2 separate regions of the Mus musculus genome follow, and region 2 is linked to region 1. A link is a contact called in public HiChIP or PLAC-seq data. All regions are on one chromosome and are shown on one strand. Each heading gives the region's core, a stretch centred on a gene start, on an enhancer-like site or on the middle of the called end of the contact. The rest is flanking DNA. Distances are from core to core; before and after follow the strand shown. Region 1 holds the start of Fam234b (family with sequence similarity 234, member B). Region 2 has its middle 4.7 kb from the start of Gm36582.

Region 1 (4,370 bases), core at 63-2,562:
TCTTTTTTTCAGTGCTTTGGGGGGGGGGGGACTTGGCTCTGTGGGTGCTAAGTAAGCCTGTACCCCGAGGTACATTCCCTTTCTGTTTTATTCTCAGAGAGTAGCAATCATCTATGCTGAACTAAAACAAGAACTCTAAAAACAAACAAACAAACAAACAAAAAGGGCTGAAAATGCCTTTGACAAGATAGCATTCAAAACCCAGGGTACTTTCGTCAAAGTCAATGTATCCTGCAGAGAAAGCAAGCCTCTCTCTTAATTTCAGTATTGTGTACACTCCAAGACAGATCGTATCACTGTTCTTTCCAGAGTTCCAAGCAGCCAGCAAAGGGGAGAAAGATCTAAAGACATGGAGTCTCTTGTTATCTAAAATACAAGGCCGGTTTCAAGGTAGCAGACTAGAAACTCTTTGAGAACAAGGTCCCTGCAACCCTCCTAGGGCCTCAGGCTTACTATCAGAGCGACCCTTTCTAACGTGGCAGAGAAAATAACTGCTTCCTGTCTTATGTGATCAGCCAATAAATGCTTATAACTTAGTGTTTAATTTTTTTAAGTGGAGCCACAGATTTTTCGAAAGCCCTAAATGTTTAAATTTTGCCAACGACAGAATAAATACACTTTGGTTAAAACAGTGCAATTCAAACAGCACAGTGTCCTGCTGTGTGATCCCGTGTGATTCAATTAGCCATTTTCCTAATCTTTCTTCTTTCCTCCTGCACACAGGAGGAAGGAGAACACCTGTCTGGGCTAGCTCACAGCGGCAAAGCTGCTGTCAGTAAGTGGATGCTGTTCTGCCCAGGCCACTCACTTACAGTCCTGCAGCCCCCGGCTCCCCCTCTGGTCCAGCCCCAGATAGCAGCAGCTAGTCCCGGCGCTCAGGGAAGGATGCTCCAATGTCTGGCCTTCCCTTGGAGACTGCGACGACATGCGCTCTGACCTGACAGTAACCGTCTCGTCCCTCCACTTTCGACCCGGCCCCGCGCACCTCCAGCAATGTCTGCCCCGGGAGTCCCCGAGAGTCCCCAAGTGTCCCCGAGCGTCCCCGGTCCCCGACTCACACCCGGGAGCCCCCTTCCTCTACCCCGGACGCTGCAGCCCTCCCAGATAACAGCCAGGCCCCGCCGCGCCACGCCTCGCCTCGCTCATCTCCCCAGGCCAGGTCTCCACAGCGTGGTCGCGGGGCTGCAGACTCCTTACCCGGGAGCTTGAGAGCCCTGGACAGCACTGTCGCCATGGCGGAGGCCCCCGTGCGCGTGCGCGCGCCGCGTCCTGCCGGGAAGTGTAGTTCGCTGCGAACCGCGCGTGGGGCTGCGGGCGGGAAAGGTGTGACCTGCCGGGAGCCCAGCTAGGAGGAGGCGCCCACTGTCGCAGGTCACTGGTGCGGCGCGGAGCCAAGGTTGAGTCGCTTGCGCCTCAGCAGCCGGTAAGGAAAGTCATCTCTCCCCAACCTGTGTATGAAGAACCTAGAATGAGGTTGTAGATACTTAAGAAGGCGCGGGCTGTGAAGTTCGCGTGGGTTTGGAATTGACAAACTGAATTTGAAGCCTGCGTGCGCAATTTACTACCTGAGCCATCTTGGCAAGTCACTGAGACTCGGCTTTGTTTGTTTGTCTGTCCTGTCTGTCAGTCAGTCTGTCCATCTGTTTTGGAGCCAGGAGTCTCAATGGAAACTGGCTTTGTAGGTGAGGGTGACCTTGAACTCCTGATCCTTCTGCTTCCACTTCCAAGCACCAGATTTGTTTGTTTGCTTGTTTCACTTACTTATCTATGGCTCAGTGTGGTTGAGCTTGCCTCTCTGAGTTTGAGGCCAACCTGGTCTACATAGAGTTACAAGCCAGCCAGGACTACATAGTGAGACCCTGTTTACACACACACACACACACACACACACACACACACACACACACACAGAGAGAGAGAGAGAGAGAGAGAGAGAGAGAGAGAGAGAGAGATGTATTCATTAGTTTGTTTACTCATTTATTGGTTTATTTGTTTATTTATTTATATATTGAGATCATGTAGTATAGACTGGCATTGAATTGGCTATGTAGTTGAAACTGGCCTGGAGTTCCTAACCCCCCACCCCCACCCCGGCCTTCACTGTGTAAGTGCTGGAATTACAGACACACAACACCACACCTGGCTGGCTCTCTTGAAATGAAAATGATGCTATCGCCTTGTTGCTTAGAGAATTAAGCGACACCATCCTTTTAAAGCACACAGCTCCTGTGACTCTTTTCCCTGTCCTAAGTGCAGTCTGAGGTATGCTGTGGCACAGACCTGGGTTTCCTGATCTCAGCTCTTTCCAGGGAAGTATTTACACTCTACCTGCTGCTGCCCTGGCTTGCGAGGTCCAGCAAACAGGAGCTGACTGGTTTCTCACTCACAGGCACCAAGAGATGGAGCTAATACTGAGAGCATTAGCTTGACCCCGGAGTGTCTCAGTTATCTAGTCATGTCTCCCCACCGTCTGCTTAATGCTGATAAACCGTTTCTGTTCCACAAGAGTTGTTCTGAGAGTCGAATATAAACGTGCAAAACACTTAGCACCAACAACTAATGTTTCGTCAGTAACCTAGTGTCCTTCTGGTTGATGTCTTATTGCTGTTATTTGAGACAGAGTCACACTATGTAAACCAGGCTGTCCTGGAACTTCCAGAGGTCTATCTGCCTGCCTCTGTCTCCCCAGTTCTGAGATTATAGACATGTACCATAGCACATGGCTAATTAATGTTTTGATTTTTAATTTACTAAGTAATAAAATTGTAAATTTGGGGGCTAGAGAGATGGCTCAGTGGTTAAAAGCACTGGCTGCTCTTCCAGAGGCCCCAAGTTCAATTCCCAGCACCCACATGGCAGTTCACAACCTTCTGTTAACTCCATCAATGCCCTCTCTGGCTTCCTTGGGCACCAGGAACACACATGGCACATAGATAAGCATGCAGGCAAAACACCCATGCACATGAAAATAAATAAAACTTTTTAAATAAAAGGAGTAAGCCAACCTACACCACAATTAATATTAACAATGGTGTTAATTTTAATGACTTAACACTTAATGACTTAAGTGTTAATTCTTCTTTAACATTTGTCTTGTATATGTACATTTATTTATCTTGTGTATGTATGTGTGTGAGTCTGAGTAGATGCATACTTTTGAAACCCCATGCTCTCTTTCCACTGTGTGGGTGTTGGGAACTGAACCCAGGTGGTCAGTGCTGACCCAGGCACCACTAAGCCATATCACTGGCCCCTTACCTGCTAATACTTTCAGTGTTCTATAATTATTGAGATGTTCACTGTTTTCCAGTTTCTCTGCATATGCTTAAAAACCATATTTTATACCAATGTAGGTCATCCAAGGAAAGAAACAAGTCACAACAAGCAGGTAGCTGCTTGCCTGGTATCAGATTTAGTCATTAGAACACAGTCAGCGTCGGTAGCCCTGGAGTATGAGGATATAGAAGGTCAGGAGCTTGAACACCCGGGACAGGGAGGTGACCAGAACAGCCAGGTAACACAGGGCAGAGAAAGGAGAAAAGCCCGTGCACTTTCCATAGTGAAAAGATAAAAGGATGTCCCTGTGCGTGTAATGCAAATGACATGAAATAGTTCAACGTTACAGTTTGAAAACTTTGCAACTGGGCATGGTGACACACCTGTAAAGTCAGTACTCAGGAGGCGGTGGCAGCTTGGAAATCTAGTTCAGTGTGCCAGCCTGGGTTGTGTAAAGAGATACTATCTCAGTTTTTTGGGGTTTTTTGGTTGGTTGGTTGGTTGGTTGGGTTTTGTTTTGGTTTTTGTTTTTTGTTTTTTTGTAAATAGGATCCAGGGAGATGGTTGGGTGGTAAAGTGCTTGTTGAACAAGTGTGGCAGCTTCAGTTCAGATCCTCAGCACCCTATAACAGTTGGGCATGACTGCATGCTCCTGAAGTCCCAGCGCTTGGTTGGGGGACAGCAGAATTTGGGGTTCTCTGTCCAGCCAGACTAGCAGAAACATTGAGTTTCAGTTTCAGTGAAGAGTGCTCGTTGGTTTTTTGTCAACTTAAGAGAGCTCAAGTCGTCTGGGAAGAGGAGCCTCAATTGAGAAGCCGTCTCCATCAGGCTGGCCTCTGGGCAAGCCTACAGAGCATTTTCTTGAATGCTGACTGGTAGGAAAGCCTGTTGTGTCACTCCTGGCCACGTGACCCTGGGTTGTATGATAAAGCTGGCTAAGTGAGCCCTGGGAAGCAAGCCAGTAAGCAGTGCTCTTCCCTGGCTTCTCCTTCAGTTTCTGTCTCTAGGTTCCTGCCTTGAGTTCCTTCCCTGACTTCCCTCCATGATGAAACTGACACAAATTGGTTTGTTCAAAGTGTTTTATCACACCAATA
Region 2 (4,704 bases), core at 1,727-4,226, 130 kb before region 1:
CCTATGGGAGTTAAAAAGCTAGGCATGGTGGCACTAGCCTGTCTGCTCAGTATTTGAGAGTTGGAGGCTGGGAGGGTCAGGAGTTGAAGGTCAGCTTGGTCTGCTTGATCCTGACTCACAGAACCAAAAGAACAAAAGGGTGAGAAAGTATGATCTGGACCTGTAACTTCAGCACTCGGAAGGCTGAGACAGGAGCATGGCCACCAGTACAAGACCATGGGCTACATAGCCAGTGCCAGGTCAGTCAGGAATACATAGCAAGACCCTGCCTTCAAAAATCTAAGAAGGAATGGAGTGGAGGAGGGAAGGAGAAAAGAAACAAACAATAGGCCATGCCTTGAGAGCCAATGAACGAGTGTTTGAGGGTCATTCTTCAGGGACAGCCACTATCCTGACACTGTCCTACACTTTCCTTTGTCTTCCCAGTGACTGCAGGAGTTAAAGTCCTCATTCGATATTTCCAGAGGAGGAAATAGAGGCCCTGGGGGTGGGGGGAGGCGAAGCAGGTCTCCTGTAACCCCTGAGAGGCAACAAGGCTGTGCGTTTGACCTCAAACCAAACCAAACCCACAGCTCTTTTGGTGACACCTTGGTCACACTAAAGAGAATGTGTCCCACCTGGAAATCCAGAGCTCTGTGCTGTGAAGTAGATCCCTCAAAGGATTTTCAAGATGACAGGTCTGTATGAGAAAACTCGGAGCCTCTGTGTTCTTCTCCTCCTCTGTGCAGAGGAGCAGATCAGTGGTGAGGTTCTCCAAGGAAGGACATGGGGCTGGAGAGATGGCTCGCCTTTCAAAAGCACTTACTGCTCTTTCAAAAGGGTTTGGTTCCTGGCACCCGCATGGCGGCTCAGGACTACCTCTACCTCCAGTTCCAAGGGGTCGAATGGCCTTTCCTGACCCGGAAGGGTGCCTGTAGTCGTGTACACATACCTTCACATGGACAGACACATGTACTCATAATCTTAAGATGATAAAAACAAGCCATTTAAAAATTAAATATTAAAGAACGGGACTTCAGCAATCCCGTTTGAAAGTGCAGGCGGCTGTACATTGGCAGAGTTTGCATTTTCTCCACACGTTACTTAGACATCATTCCTGCTGGGGAGTGAATTTTCCTCGCTGGCTAGCAGAAGAGCAAGAGCAAACAGGCTAACTGTGCAAACAGGGTAGATTCAGGTTAGACAGCTAGAGAAATGTCTTCCCTGCTGAGGAAGTCAGTCACCAACCTACTTCATTCAAGTAGATTCCCGCCCCAGCCCCCACTTCCGACCCCTGATTTTGGTGTGGCTCTGAATGATCTGAGGGCAGCAATTCTGTGCCTGTGTGATAACTTTATTACATTCGCATGCAAAGGGTCAGGGCAGCCTGTAGAACAACAAGCCATTGCCCAACCCTGGACCCTCCCAGAGAACCTCTGCCCAGTCAGATCTCACCTTTCCTCCCAGGTTCCCATACTAGGTGACAAGCAAGAACCAGAAGGCACCTGAGTCATGAGTCATGTGACTGAAAGTGCACACGGGGCCTCTCTCCACACTTGGCAGGGTCCCGTGAAACTGTCCTGTGAACAGAGAAGTGCTCAGAAGGCACAGGTGCGTGTCACAGAGCTCCTCAGGGCCGCTGTCCAGCCGTCCAAGATTAGAGAAAACGCATGCATGCAAATCATTTCTGAGCATTTCAGACGGCCACAGAAGTGACCGTGGTTTCTAGCTGGCATCTGCCAGAAGCTGTGGTTCCACAGGACTTCCCATTCTCATGGTCCAATGGAGGATGGTATTCATAGCTGCTCTTTGCTAATTCCCTGGCTGTATTCAGGTTCTAGTTAGTCAGTTATCAGGCTAGTTAGTCCACTGGTTGGTTATTTAGTTAATCAGCTAGTTAGATGAGAGTTGGCTAGTTAAATACCACAGAACATAATCTACCCTCAAGAAAATGACTATCTTTCACAGACCTCCCATTCCTTGAAGGAGAGGTTTCCAGGCAGAAACGTCTCTTCCCAATTCAGCAGTTTCTGGTTTTTAAGAATAATGTACTCTTGGAGGGAGGAAAGGGAAGGAAAGATATGTTATAATCTCAAAAAGTAGGGGGGGAGTGCTTAAAAAAACGGGATGGAGTCACAGATGAGTCAAAGCAGTCAGAACTTCAGAGCATCGGGTGCAAGCTCAGAGCATCTGGTACAAGCCATCAAATCTTTTTTGAAGAAAGGAAAGCTAAGCCCAGGAGATGAGGTGGCCTGACCATCGTGAGAGCACTTTACCTTGGGGTGGACCCACCAGCATCCCCAGTGAATCAGGAGGAAGCAAGCTGTTTCCCCTCTTGATGTAAGACATAGGTTTGCTCAACTTGGGCAAATATAATTTTAGACATTTCTCCTTCCTGTCTCTGCCCTAACTCCTAACACACACACACACACACACACACACACACACACACACACACACACACACACACACCACTGACATGCATACAATGCCTGTTCTGTTTTTTATCTCCATGGGATTTGTGGTTTACAGACATCATCTATTCTCCCAGCGGAAGTGTGATTGATAATGAAAACCCAATTAATACATACTAATTTTTTAAAATTTTTTTAAATTTATGTTTGAAAACCACAAGTTTAAAAAAAAATAGATTTGGCTTCCTGACTCATTGAGGGCACAGGAAGTGGCTCCAGCTGGCAAGCTCTAGCCGATGGCAAACAATGGCTCCCTGCCATCTGGTTCTGCCATGCAACCATTTTTCCATTCTCATCCAGCCGCACAGTTCAGTGCTTTATTGCCAGAGTGCATCTATCGGGTCGAGCCACCGCACCATCACCAGAGCAGAACAGCCTGCTGCAGACAGTGTGACATGCATGCAAGAATCTGGCTTTCAAACCAAAGACCTAAGGGTGACTTGGTTGCAGATGGTCTCACCCAAGGCATTAATTGACTGGCAGCTTCAAAGGGAAGTCAGCATTTCCACAGTGCCCTGAGAATGAATGAGATCATATTCGGGGGAAGCCCTTATGACATTGCTGTGGGAGTAAGCGTGAGGGATGCTCGGGCGGCGGACCGGACCGGGCAGCAGAGTTCTCAGCCCAAGAGGAAGTCTGCCAGCAGCCAGGCGGGGCCGGAGGCGGGGCTGGAAGTTGGAACTGTAGTCTGCCCCACCTGTGTACACAGGAAAGCGCCTCTTCCCACAGCCCTAAGAGGGGGCACCACTGGGGCAGGCAATAGCTAGGGCCAGCTGTGTGCACAATCCTGGAATGTTCCCTGTCCATTCCTGGTTCTCAGGCTTCTGTGGTAGTTTAAAGAGGCTATGTTGCTCCTGTTCTGGCCCACTCTTTCCTGTTCCCAGCTTGCGCTTGTGCAAAGGGAGGGCATACTGAAGAGCCTGTGCCTGTTCCTGCCCTTTCTCCCAGCTCCTCTCCCACTCCACTTCAGGGTATCGGCAGAATTTTCAAGAAATGACCAGCTGCTCGCCAGCACTGAAACCTCACATTCTCCGCCTCCAAAGCCTTCATCTTCTCTAACAGGACAGTGAGCATCTTCCTTCCTGGACTCCTGACACCTTTCTCCTCCCTCCTAAGCCCGCCTCCCTCACCAGGCCCCACCCCGTCTCCTGACCTCCACCCATAGCTCATTTCATTTCTCCTCCTACTAGACTTCTGCTACCCTCTAACAATCTTGAAAATCTTCCTGGACGGCCTTTCTGTTACTCACTCTGCTCACAATAACAGTGCTATTGTCCTGCCACGCCACGCCCTTGGGCCAGCAGTCACAGGTCATGCTCTGTGGAGGCTTCACTGCAAACAAAGGTCACCACAGAATTGTAAAAAGGTGGTGCCTGCCTTGTGCTCTGCATTCTTCCTCTGCGGTATTGGTGTTCCATGCCATGGAAGCCAGCTCTTCCGGAGCTTCTGTGACAGTATGGCCTCCCTGTCTCCATCTTTCCCTCTGTCCCCACACAGTCTAGTCTCAGTCAGCTCTTCTTCCGTAAATGTCTCTGGACACATAGAACCATCACCATTCCATTCTATTCCCACTAACATTATCCCTGGTTCAGGCTGATCTTTCTGCCATCCTCCATCAAATAAATATGTTTAAAGTGCATATATGCTAGACTATGGGCCACAAACTGGGAGAGCAAAACAGATGGAGCCTCACCTTGCTTCACCAACGCAACTTACAGCTGTTAGAGGAGACCGACCTTGCCCAAGGAAACACTAATGGATATATAATTACAAGTAGAAGTGAGCAATGTGGAAGACAAAACACAGTTAAGAGAAAGGAAGCATGGGCCAGGAATGGTGGCTCATGCCTGCAGTCCCAGCATGGGCTGCACAGTGAGTTCTACTGTAGCTTGGATTATAGAGTAAGACCCCGAGTCAAAAACAAAACAAAACAAAACCCCTGACAAGTGGGGAATTGGCTGAATGAATGGAAGTGGTCACCGAGGGGAGGAAGAAGTCGCTCACTGTCACAATCTCTGACACACAGCCTATTTAGTCAAAAGGAATGTAGATGATAGGCACTCAAAACACCAGACTCACTGATAAGGCTGGAGCTGGGAGGGCATAGGAGGAGGCTGGGGAGAGCAGGGTCAGCTTGCCTGAGACTCAAAACACCTGAAGTGCTCAATAAGGCTGGAGCTGGTGAGCAGGACATAGGGGCATAAGGGGGCAGGACATAGGAAGGGGCTGGAGAGAGCAGGGTTAGCTTGGC

The links. HiChIP or PLAC-seq counts read pairs in DNA pulled down with a chosen protein or histone mark.
Region 2: an HNF4G HiChIP or PLAC-seq map of pancreatic cancer cells shows a contact between it and region 1. The contact joins the enhancer-like site here to the promoter of Fam234b in region 1. A contact is called at or near these places in 2 of 39 promoter capture datasets (the HPC-7 cell line and pre-B cells), 1 of 484 Hi-C or Micro-C datasets (the N1E-115 cell line), 6 of 115 datasets of contacts at active chromatin or transcription factors (the 230-238 cell line, bone marrow-derived macrophages, large pre-B cells and 2 more) and 3 of 9 other capture datasets (adipose tissue, liver and pancreatic islet).

What each region holds. Positions count from the first base shown.
Region 1 is chr6:135,194,929-135,199,298 of GRCm38.p6, reverse strand. Fam234b (family with sequence similarity 234, member B) reads right to left here and starts at 1,312. Exons shown (of 13, transcript NM_028982.4): 1 at 1,198-1,312. The coding sequence starts at 1,234. Gm36533 (a long non-coding RNA gene) reads left to right here and starts at 1,275. Exons shown (of 2, transcript XR_869506.2): 1 at 1,275-1,423. It overlaps Gm19434 (predicted gene, 19434), which reads right to left. Exons shown (of 5, transcript NR_040296.1): 5 at 4,340-4,370.
Region 2 is chr6:135,321,908-135,326,611 of GRCm38.p6, reverse strand. No RefSeq gene overlaps it. Among named protein-coding and RNA genes, the nearest start is that of Gm36582, 4.7 kb to the right of the region's middle. Within about 2 kb of position 2,976, at least 195 of the 459 cell types and tissues checked have an H3K27ac peak or open chromatin away from gene starts, as enhancers often do. A contact at or near this core is called in the 230-238 cell line, the HPC-7 cell line, the N1E-115 cell line and 5 more, where this site is marked.